2 separate regions of the Sus scrofa genome follow, and region 1 is linked to region 2. The links are chromatin contacts, called in public Hi-C maps. All regions are on one chromosome and are shown on one strand. Each heading gives the region's core, a stretch centred on a gene start, on an enhancer-like site or on the middle of the called end of the contact. The rest is flanking DNA. Distances are from core to core; before and after follow the strand shown.

The links. A called contact is a pair of places that touch in the nucleus more often than the background predicts.
Region 1: a contact with region 2 is called in a Hi-C map of fetal liver, with 2.0 times the contacts expected there. The contact joins the enhancer-like site here to the promoter of LSM11 in region 2. A contact is called at or near these places in 1 of 5 promoter capture datasets (liver), 22 of 47 Hi-C or Micro-C datasets (alveolar macrophages, blood, embryonic fibroblasts and 13 more) and 2 of 2 datasets of contacts at active chromatin or transcription factors (alveolar macrophages and skeletal muscle).

What each region holds. Positions count from the first base shown.
Region 1 is chr16:65,878,521-65,883,751 of Sscrofa11.1, reverse strand. All of the region lies in intron 26 of CYFIP2 (cytoplasmic FMR1-interacting protein 2), which reads left to right. Among named protein-coding and RNA genes, the nearest start is that of FNDC9, 21 kb to the left of the region's middle. Within about 2 kb of position 1,596, at least 33 of the 83 cell types and tissues checked have an H3K27ac peak or open chromatin away from gene starts, as enhancers often do. A contact at or near this core is called in fetal liver, fetal skeletal muscle, liver and 2 more, where this site is marked.
Region 2 is chr16:65,599,280-65,605,236 of Sscrofa11.1, reverse strand. LSM11 (U7 snRNA-associated Sm-like protein LSm11) reads left to right here and starts at 4,632. Exons shown (of 5, transcript XM_021076895.1): 1 at 4,632-4,917; 2 at 4,920-5,111. The coding sequence starts at 4,671. THG1L (probable tRNA(His) guanylyltransferase) reads left to right here. Exons shown (of 6, transcript XM_003134104.4): 6 at 962-2,600. The coding sequence ends at 1,123.

The DNA of each region.
Region 1 (5,231 bases), core at 347-2,846, 280 kb before region 2:
ACTCACCCTTAGGACCTTCCATTGCCTTGTACCCCCATTTCCCACCCTTTGGAAAATGCAAACCTTGGGCGACATTGACACGCATTTGGGGGGAAGGAAAAACTGCTTTCTTGGTCAGTTTCCTGGCTGTAGATCCTTCCCAGGCAGGAGTCTAATCCAGAATAATCATTCTTTTTCTCCTTGGCAATTCGGAGGGTAAGAGGGAGCAGGGGTGGAGGTGAGACATAGTAATGAATAGCATGGTTTGAAGGAGGCACAGATGGGGAGGAGAGACACACATTAGATAAGATTAAATGATTTATTCAGCCAGGGCTCCAGGGAGCTCCTGGAAGTGAGGGGCCCACGGAGCAGAAGCAGAGGGAGCATACCACCAGGGAGCTTTCCACTGCACCCGGAGTTCCCCTTGCGGGGCTGGAGGCTGCAGCTCATACTTTCTGTGCAGAGGAAGATGGAGGTAGATGTGAGAAGCCTAATTTCATGACTGCTCCACGGGCCCTGTGTCCTTGGGGCTTCACCTCAGTCTGCAGGAAACACACTGACCTTATGTGCAGCCATATAAGGGAATGTTTAGACTGCTGTGCTCTCTCGTTGGGTCCAGTTCCCCCCTCCTCCCTCCGGAAAGCCAGGGAAGGGATTCCTGTGGTGGTGGGGGTTCCACCTCCAGTTTTCCAGCTCATTTCTCCACACTCACTGGAGTCAGTCCGCCCCCCAGAAAGTGTTCATGTTAGTATTACTGTCTTTTTGTTGCCTCCAAACTCAGAATGTCATTTAAGGAAATACTATTTAGAGCGTCAACTAAAACTGATTCAGAGTTTTTCCACCCAGAGCCAGAGCCTAGGAGCTCCTGCTATAGTACAGTAGATTCACGATCTGGCTTGTCTCTGTGACGTTGCCAGTTGGATCTGTGGCCCAGCACAGGGGGTTAAAGATGTGGCTCTGATTTGGATTCGATCCCTGGCCTGAGAACTTGCATAGGCTGTAGGTGTGGGCTTAAAATAAAAAGGGGGGGGGGAATACCTTAGGAAAAACTAAGAAAATGTTAGTGTAGTGTAGGTGATCGCAATACTGAGGTTACGTAGGAAGATGTCCTCTTTTGCAGGAGTTGCGTGCTGAAGTGTGTATTGCTGAGTGATGCAGTGGCTTCAGCAGACTTGCACATCATTCACTAAATCTGAGAGCATCCCAAAGCAGATAGGGCACAACGTTCACTGCGACGCTACATTGAGACTATGGAGGTGTTCATTGTTCTTTCAAATGCTTTGTGTATTTAACATTTTTCATAACACAGACTTGAGGGTGTAAAGGAAACTGCATCATGCAATCTGGAAAGAATAAGGGTCACCGAGCAGACAAGGTCATGGTGTGTAAGGAGGAAGAAAAGTTATGACGGTTGTTGTTGTTTTTCAGCTCCTTCCGCTAGTTGGTGAGATTTATTCTTGGTAACATGTGCCCCAGAGCTACCTCTGACCTCATTTTTTTAATTGATAGAGGCATCTGCTAGTGCGGAACTCAGCCACGACTCTCAGGCTGCCCATCTGTTTGATTTGTGAGCAGGAAATAGGAGTTCGGGATCATGAAAAGGCAAAGCTGGGGAAGCCAGCCAGTCCAAATTAGGAGGCCACTCAGGTTTGTGAGCGCCTGGCGGGGAGCACTCAGGACACTGCTGTTGGCTGCCCTCTTCCCAGGGGACCTGGTGGGTGGGGAGACTTTCCCTCTGCTTCTGGATCTTTTAAAGGAAAGAAAATAACAGTGCCTTCTCCCTGTGCTTGGTTTAAGAGAAATGTTTCCGGGAGTCCCCGCTGCGGTGCAGTGGGTTAAGGATGTGGTGGTGTCTGTAGCAGCACAGATTCAATCCCCGACCCAGCACAGTGGGTTCAAAATCCAGCATTGCTGCAGCTGTGGCTCAGATTCGATCCTTAGCCCACGAACTTCCATGTACTGAAGGTACAGCCAAAAAAGAAAAAAAGAGAAATGTTTTCTTTGAGAGTCACTGCCTTTGCATTCTTGCTCAGGGTGAAATTTGCTAGGAGGTAACACATTAGGGGATAAAAAGAGCTGATTGGCCTATGTAGCAGCAAAAACATCATCACTGTAAATCAGAACATGCCTCTCCTGCTTAAAACTGACAGGTGGCTTCTCATAGTACTTAAAATTCGAACTCCAAGCTTTGACCTGTGATGCCCAGAGAATTCATCCATGCCTGCTCCCCGAACCCTGTCTCTTATTACCCATCTCTTCCTCCACAGTTCAATCACATGGCCAGAGATGTCAGGCTAGAGATGCAGAATCTGAGGGGCCCTGAAAGTCTGTATCAGGACCATGGCCAAATCTTACTTTCCTTGGTGTCTACTCTGATGCTTGCTGGCATGTACCCTCTTGGTGTTAAAATTCAGGGGGCACCAAGAGCATCCCCCCAAAAGAGCATCTCTTCTGGTTTCTTATCCCAATGTCTGTAATTCTCCTACTAGGAACTTTGTCAATTTGAAATGTTATATAATCTCTAGAAACCCCACTAAAATAACAGAATCTGCTGAGACTGATTGTAAGAAAGATGATGCTGTGAGAGCCAGAACTTTGGTGTACTCATTTATCAAATAATTTTGAGGAATAGGAAGATCACTCAGGAAAGAGAAACTAAAAGACCTGCTCCAGGTCAGTGGGAGGGAGGGAGGGAAAATCACTGAAGTCAAAACTCTGGACTGTGACGTAGAAACTGGACTATACCTGAGGAGATGTTAATAGAATACTCTGATACAAGTAGATTACAGAAGAACAATATTGTATATGCCATTCTTATTTTAAAATATATGCTTAGGGAGTTCCCGTTATGGCTCAGTGGTTAACGAACCCAAGTAGCAACCATGAGGATGTGGGTTCGATCCTTGGCCTCATTCAGTGGGTTAAGGATCCAGCGTTGCCATGAGCTGTGGTATAAGTCATAGACACAGCTTGGATCCCAAGTTGCTGTGGCTCCGGTGTAGGCCGACGGCTACAGCTCCGATTTGACCCCTAGCCTGGAAGCCTCCAAATGCCACGGGTGCAGCCCTAGAAACACAATAAAAATAAATAAATAAAATATATGCCTAGATGTTTAATGCATGGAAAAACCTGGTAGGATAAGCCCCAAAAGATTATCGGTGATGACCTCTGGATGATGGGATTATACATTTTTCCTTTTATAGAAAAAAAGTGTATTATTTATTTCCATTTTCTATTTTTTCAAAAATAGCCAGAAAGAAAGGGGCTAGAAGACAACCTTAAAAATATATCTGGGATCGAAGGCATTGCCGTGGGGGCTGTGGTTAACAATACTATATTGTGTACTGGAGAGCTGCTAGGAGAGTAGATCTTAAATGTTCTCACGACCACAGTCACAACAAAAATGGTAATTGTGTGGGGTGAAGAATGCATTACATAACCTATTGTGGCAGTCATTTCACGATATGCGTATCAGTCATCACGCTATATACCTTAAGCTTAGAATATAATATATAAATTATATCTGAATATACCTGGGGGAAAAAACATGTCCACTAAATTAATAGTTTTTCAAAAGATATCCTTTTCCCAGAGGCTGAATTAAGTATTGGGTGCACTTCCAGAAGAAGACGACAAATGTCCAGTAACACAGGTGAAGTGATTAAAATGTTGGGGATGATGGTTCTTGGAAATCAAGGACAACGCGTGCGTAGCTTAAATGCCACTGCCACTGTTCAAGCCCAAGGCTGACATTAATGATGCTCCCGGCTGAGCCCAAGGGCGATGTCAGAATCCTCTCTAGAAGCAACCCCTGCCTCTCGATCATGGTTGGTGCATGAGGGGACCCCAGGACCATCCCTGCTACATATGCTGCCTTTGGGCAAACCATGAAAAGGTGTCCTTTCTCAAGATGTTCCACCTCCTTTTGAAATATTATCATAAATACTTATTTTTATAGAACAATCATCGTAAAGAATGTATCTCTGAGGTCTGCGATATGTTACCCGCCTCCCCCAGGACAGGATCCCCTCAGGCAGTACACTACATGCATAATCTGCTCACAGCAGCCCTGGATTGATCCCTTTTTGTCATCTCTGCTGGAGACCCCTTCCCCCTCCCCTCAAATAAACACATCCTTATCTCCCAAAGAAAGCAGAGTGGTCTGGCATCCCTGGAAATTGCCCAGTTGTCCTTAACCTTCTAGCGTTACAGTTTGTCCTGCTTTGGTATCTGGGAGGCGGCTGAAATTCCCACTTCTCTTCGTGAGATAGACAGTCCCGTAGAGCAAGGGAGTACAACGAGGCAGAGGACGCCAAGGGGATATTGTTAACCAGTACGCTGTTTCCATTTCAAGGCAACATGAAGGAAGGAAAACTGTGCTAGGTCTCTGTTCCACTTAACACTCAGGCTCAATTCCACTTTTTCCCCCAGTCCAGGAATTTGCTGTTTACACATCCCAGTGATTAGCAAAGAACGTAGTTCCCTGGGGTCCTTTGCTGTTGCATTGGCCACATTGCAGGCCCAGCCTCTCCCTCCTAACACCCCGTGTTTTGCGTGTGCAGTCCAGTGGTTCTGAAGATGTATTCTGGGTGGCAGGGTCCACTGGGCTTCATGATGAGTAAGGAAAACTCAGGTGGTGAGGCTGTTTGCCACTCAGCTGGGTCTGATTGGTCACTTAGAATTTGAAAGTCAGGAGTTCCCTTTGTGGCTCAGTGGTAACGAGCCCGATGACCCCACTAGTATCCATGAGGATGCACGTTCGATCCATGACCTCACTCAGTGGGTTAAGGATCCAGCATTGCTGTGAGCTGTGGTGTAGGCTGGTAGCAGCAGCTCCACTTTGACCCTTAGCCTGGGAACTTCCACATGCCACACAAGTAGTCCTAAAAAGCTCGCTCTCACACACACACACACACACACACAAAAGATGTGAAAATCAGTGTTTCCAACTTGAACCTTGCTACAGGCACATGGAACCTTCAGCCTCTGTCTCTCTCAGGAGAGATCTCTGTTCATCCAGGGCTGTAAAACTCAGCAAGTAGAGTGGAATGAAAGAGCAGGGTAAGGTGGGTTTTGGAAAAGATGGTTGTCCTGTAGGTGCAGTGACCAGGTCAGCTAAGTCACAGGTCAGACCAAGCCTAGGAGGTCAGCAGGTGACTCCTGGGAGGTCTCAGCTACAGCTTATCGCACATTTCTTTATTATAAAAAAAAGTACTACTATATTTACTTACACCCTGCTTATATCCGAAAGG
Region 2 (5,957 bases), core at 3,383-5,882:
AAAAACTACTTTCTTCCACACTGGATAATTCGGTTAACTGGCCCATCTATCCCATGAGAACTGTAATCTGAGATGCTGATGTTGTATGTGAGCGTTCTGTCCCTTGCAGAGTGCTCGAGAGATTCCCCAGACCTTCATACTTAATATTTGGTAATGAGGCTGTGCATTCACCTAAGTCCTTAATTCTACCAATATTTTCTCTCTGTACCAGCTCTCAGACGTAATAATGTCTTTAAACTGACTTCCTGGAGTACCCACTGTGGCTCAGTGGGTTAAGAACCTGACTAGTAACCATGAGGAAGCAGGTTTGATTCCTGGCCTCATTCAGTGGGTTAAGGATCCAGTGTTGCTGTGAGCTGTGTGTAGGTCACAGCTGGGATCTGGCATTGCTGTGGCTGTGGCATAGACTGGTGGCTGCAACTCTGATTCAACCCCTAGCCTGGGAACTCCCATATACCGCAGGTGCAGCCCTGAAAAGAAAAGAGAAGAGAGAGAGAAAGAAAAAAAGAAATTGATTTCCTTCTATCTAAAGTAGTGGGTTTTTTTCTGAAATGAATGTTTTCAAGTATCAAGGGGTACCCTGAGAGCTAGGTATCCTATCCCACTGGCAACTTAGGCTCTTTTGTTTGTATTTTTAAAACATATTTGTTCTTTGACACAGATATGGATACTTCTTAATGCAGGTAGGAGAGCAGAAATATCTTTAATTCAATGATTATTGCTAACAAGCAATAGGAAATCCTTTGTTCCTAAGATCTCCTTTCAGAATACAGTAACATTTTTAAAAAGTATTTTTATTTGTAAAGAAATTCAATACGGTGAGGGGTGTGTGTGTGTGTGCCTGAAACATACACAAGTCAAAAGTATATAAAGTAAAAAAGTAAATTTTCTTTACATCTGCCTCTCCTCTCCTCAACCCACTCTCTAGTTAACAGTGTCGATATTTTCCCTTTACTGGTAGGTGGATGAAGTCACAACAAAAGAAGTTAAGCTGCCAGCAGAAATGGAAGGGATGAAGATGGTGGTGACTCGGACCAGAACTAAGCCGGTACCCTTACACTGCGATATCATCGGGGATGCTTTCTGGAAGGAACATCCAGAGATCCTGGATGAAGACAGCTGACCCTTTGCCTTTCAATCCTGGCATGCTTGACCATGCAGAGCCCTCCAAGCCTCCTGGTCTTAGGTGCCCCTAGCATCTCTGCATCCTTGGAAGCGACATGACTCTGGTTGGGAGGGGAGCAAGGAACGGGAGGATGGATGTGGGTGGTGTATCGTGTTCTGCTTTAAGTGGAACACCTTTTTTTGCAGTGTTGAAACATGGTTCCTTTGGTTGAAATGCATTTTTACAAAATCGTGGTACTATTTTTATAAAGCAAGAACTATTTTATGCCTTGCAGAATGAATCATTTTTAGATTATGGCATAAGTCTCATAAAAACCTGTCATGCTCTTTTCACCTTGATGGAAGATGAGCCCAGACTTTACTCTCACTCACCTGTTCATAAACGGAGATGCCAGTGACCTTGATAATCTCACCTTTTGCATCATCTGCTTGGATTCATCTCTGGCCGACCTGGAGTGAATATGGATTGATGCCTGCCTGATGCCTCTGAATTCAGGAACTCCAGGACCTACTCAGGGCTTTGTGCCTTTCTCCAAGTTGGCACCTTGGGCTGAACAAGAGTTGTAGTTGGATGTCCTTGTGTAAACATTCTGCAGATTGAGTTGGTGGAGTTGTCGGCATGATCATCGTCATCTTGCCAGCGCAATGATTCCAAGGCCATTTACCTCTTTCTAAAAAGAAAGAAAATTATGTGTCTTTATGAGAGCAAAAACTTGTGAAAATAGATGGAGGAGGAGGAAACATTTACCCTCTGTCCTCTAGATACTTCAGTTTGAAAAGTCACCTCCCTGATATTCTCTTTTAGCCACGGCAGTTTAAAGGATCCAGCCTTGTCACTGCGGCGGCTCAGGTTGTTGCCATAGCACAGGTTCAATCCCTGGCCCAGGAACTTCCACGGGCGTAACCAAAAACAAAACTAAAAGTCACCTCCCTGTTGGACTGACTGAAAAAGATTCTTAGTAGCCTCTGTATAATCAGAATAATGACATTTGAATTAGAGAGCAGAGGAGCCCACACTCCCCTTGAGGTCACGGGTGGCACAGGAGTCCTAGTCATTCCACCTGCAGCTGGGCCAGTGGAGTTGGGTGAGGAGCAGCCGGAATTGCATGTTGTCAGGATGTTGGCCTCTGAAGGGGGAGGCAGTGGGGGTACATGGTGAGAGAACGCATATTTCCTTTTGTCCTCATTTCATATTTTAGAGGAATAAGATTAATTTGACTCTATAAAGAACTAATTAAGAGACAGCCCACATCCCAGTGCCTGGTCTTACACTGTAGAATTTACAGCCAAGAAAATGTATTTTTGAAAGGGCAATGGCTGGTCTCATCCCTCACTAATTGACACCCCATCTGTCTACACCTTTTTTTCCCCTTCCTGTTATCCTTCACAGGAATAGGAGATGTGGCTTATGTTTGGTAATTGATAAAATATCTTTTGAGAGAAAATAATAAAGGTTTCAACTCCCTTGGCCTAAATTCTTCATTTATTTTTTTTGTACAGATGCAGTATGTGAGTCTACCATCTGTGTGTGTGTATGTCTTTACATAAACCAGGATCACATTTCTTCATCACAGCAGTGGTTCACAGACTTCAAATGTATTTGAAATGCCTTCTTAACATGCCAGTTCCAAGCTCCCCACATGAGTATTTTGGGGTCCCAAGGTTTTTGATGCATATAATCATCAATCCACTCTGAGTGACAAGGTCCAAATAAGCTAATACTGGACTGTGGTAGGCTAAGGAAGGCCGTGAGAATGTAGCTCTTATTTGGCAAATGTAACTTAATGGTCAGTAAATTATAGCATTTTATATCCAAACAATTAGTTAAGTAGGTATTAGTACAGATTTTCAAGAGAAGCACCCAAGGGAATTTTGTGCTTTCTGTGGGTGCTATGTCACACTACAAAGTCTATCACCTGAATTTGTTATAAAATAAGGGGACACGCACGCACTCATTAAATTGCCAGCAGTTTGCAAGTTTGAGGTTTGTGTTGGGGCAGGGGGTTTTGAGCAAAGAAATATTACTGGGTTTAATATTTATGCCATAATGAAACCTATTGAATTATGTAGTGTTAGAAGTATTGTTGGGTGGTTTTCAGCATGTTTTTGTAGCATGTATTTATTCTAAAGCATACTTCATAGTTGTATATTAATTCTCATTCTGCTCTCTAGGAGAATAGTATTTTTTCAGGCTTCCTTTCCAAATCGTAAAGAAACTTAAAAATGTACACAAAAGCTACCAGTATAGACTAAACACCAGTTGATAGTAGTTTGGGGGAGTGATGGCAGTTAGGAAGGTGATTGGGTGTGGCCTGTAGGTGACTGAAAACAGCTTTGTTGGATGAAGGGTGATATCTGGGTTTTTGGTGTAGACTGTCATTTTCATACCAAAAAACAATGTTTTGCTGAGCAGAGTCTCTAAAGTACAACCAGGTTTTGTAAGTCCTCCATTATTCCACCCTCCAATTGCAGGATCCTCATTTCCTCCAGGTGCTTAGCAGTGCTTGGAAGATTGGTGATAGTGAATTTTCTTTAACACTAGCTTCTTTCCGGTGTATGTGTAAATTTCTTTTTGCATACGGTGTAGGAAATCCAAGACTAGGACCTCCCCCCTCCATTCTAAAGTTTCATTGTACGCTTAAGAAATATTAACATTCAGGAGTTCCCGTCGTGGCGCAGTGGTTAACGAATCCGACTAGGAACCATGAGGTTGCGGGTTCGGTCCCTGCCCTTGCTCAGTGGGTAAACGATTCGGCGTTGCCGTGAGCTGTGGTGTAGGTTGCAGACGCGGCTCGGATCCCGCGTTGCTGTGGCTCTGGTCTAGGCCGGTGGCTACAGCTCCGATTCAACCCCTGGCCTGGGAACCTCCATATGCCGTGGGAGCGGCCCAAAAGAAATAGCAACTACAACAACAACAACAAAAAGACAAAAGACAAAAAAAAAAAAAAAAAAAGAAATATTAACATTCATAGAGAGCATTTGGTATGTGCTGTAGAGGCAGTATCTCTTCATTCTTCCGACGAGTCTATGAAATAGGTAACCATTTCTATCATATTTCAGATGAGAATGTAAAGACCCAGAGAAGCTAAATAGTTTGAGTCCAGCTAGGCTAAACCCCAGTGGTACTCAGAACGAAAGCAAATTGGGGTTCTCCTTGCCCTCCTCCCTCTGCTTCTCCACAGCTCAAGTTAGGGGTAGACTCCAGCTGCAGAAAGCAGAGAACCACCGGGGGAGCTTGTTAAAACGCCAGTCCCGGCCTCCGCTTCTGCTGAATCTGGACTTACTAACACCCCAAGTGATGATGATATAGATAGGGAAACGGTGCGTTAAAGCAGATTAACCTGCTCCCCGCGCACTGATGCGCGCTGCGAGGCCCTGAGGGTGGCATCCCCGCGCCACGCCGCCGGCGGCGCAGAGCGCGGGCAGATGCTGCCCTCCCGCGGCCGCGCGGAGGCAGTGCGACCCCGCGCCGCGGCTGCGCAGTGCCGCCCTCTGGCGGCCCCGCTCCTTCTTCCCATCGGCCTCGGCTTGCGGGCCTTTCAAACATGGAGGAGCGGGAGCGGGGGGCGAGGTCGGCTCGCGCCGGGAGCCCCGCCAGCCCGCCCAGCCCGCTGCTGGATGTCAGCTCTGACAGCTTCGACCCGCTGCTGGCTCTGTACGCGCCGCGCCTGCCTCCCATCCCCTACCCCAACGCGCCCTGCTTCAACAACGTGGCCGAGTACGAGAGCTTCCTCAAGACCGGGTGCCGGGGCGGCGGGCGCGGGCGGGCGCGGGGTGCGGCCGCGGGCTCGGGGGCCCCGCCGCCGCCGGGCCCTCGGGCAGGACCCGCCGCCGCCCGGACGCCCCCGCCCCGGACCCCGAGCGCATCCAGCGCCTCCGCCGCCTCATGGTGGCCAAGGAGGAAGAGGACGGGGCCGCCGGGGCGCGGCGGCGGGGTCCGGCTCGGACCAGGAAGGCGCCGCGCAACGTGCTCACGAGAATGCCCTGTGAGTCCGGCGGGCGGGGCGGGCGGGGCGGGGCTGGGGGCCGGGCAGGGCCGCTGTCCGGAAGGTTGCGGCCGGGAGGCGTCGGCCGGGTGCTTGGGGCTCCGCGCGGGGCGCGAATCCGGGGCAGGGTCCGGGTCAAGGCTACGGAGATAATCAGCGGCCGCGGGCGGGTTCTGCTTGAGGAATGCCGGCAGTGGGGGCGTGGGGAGGGTCTTCTTGCGGAAGGAAGGGTCTGCGGGAGCAGTGGGGGGAAAGTGTAAAGCTGAAGGGGAAAGAAATAGCCCGGGGGAGCGTGTGCCTGGATAATTAGTGTAGACGGTCTGTAAAAGGGGTTGGGGGTCACGGAAGTGGCTATAGAGGTGGTGAGGCGCCTGCAGAAAGCATGTGCAGGGGCGATGGGGTGGGGGCTGTCTGCGGAGGTGATGGGCCTAAAAACGGGATGTCATAGTGAGGGTTTACAGAAGCGAGGAGGTCTTGGGACCACGCACGCAGCGGGAGGGAGGGCACAGCCAGTATTTGGGGAGGAAAAGTGTTCGGTCAGTGAGATTTGGAGATGACGGGATGGAGTGTGAAGAAATCTGTTCAGATGGCACAGTGGACATAATCTTATAACCCCTGCACCTTCAGTGACGGCTCCTTCTTCCTGCTGCAAGGGTCTTGATACATATATGTTCACATTAGCAAATTACAAGTGCTGGAATGCAGCAGGCACAAAATGCCACGAAAACCCAGGCACTGTTTCACAGCCCCTCTGCCAGGCCAAGTGAAGGATTGTGTCTGTCAGGCTTTTATTATATGCACTGGCTAGTTTTAGGTTCTAAAGGTGTAGCAGGCACAAGGGAGTTT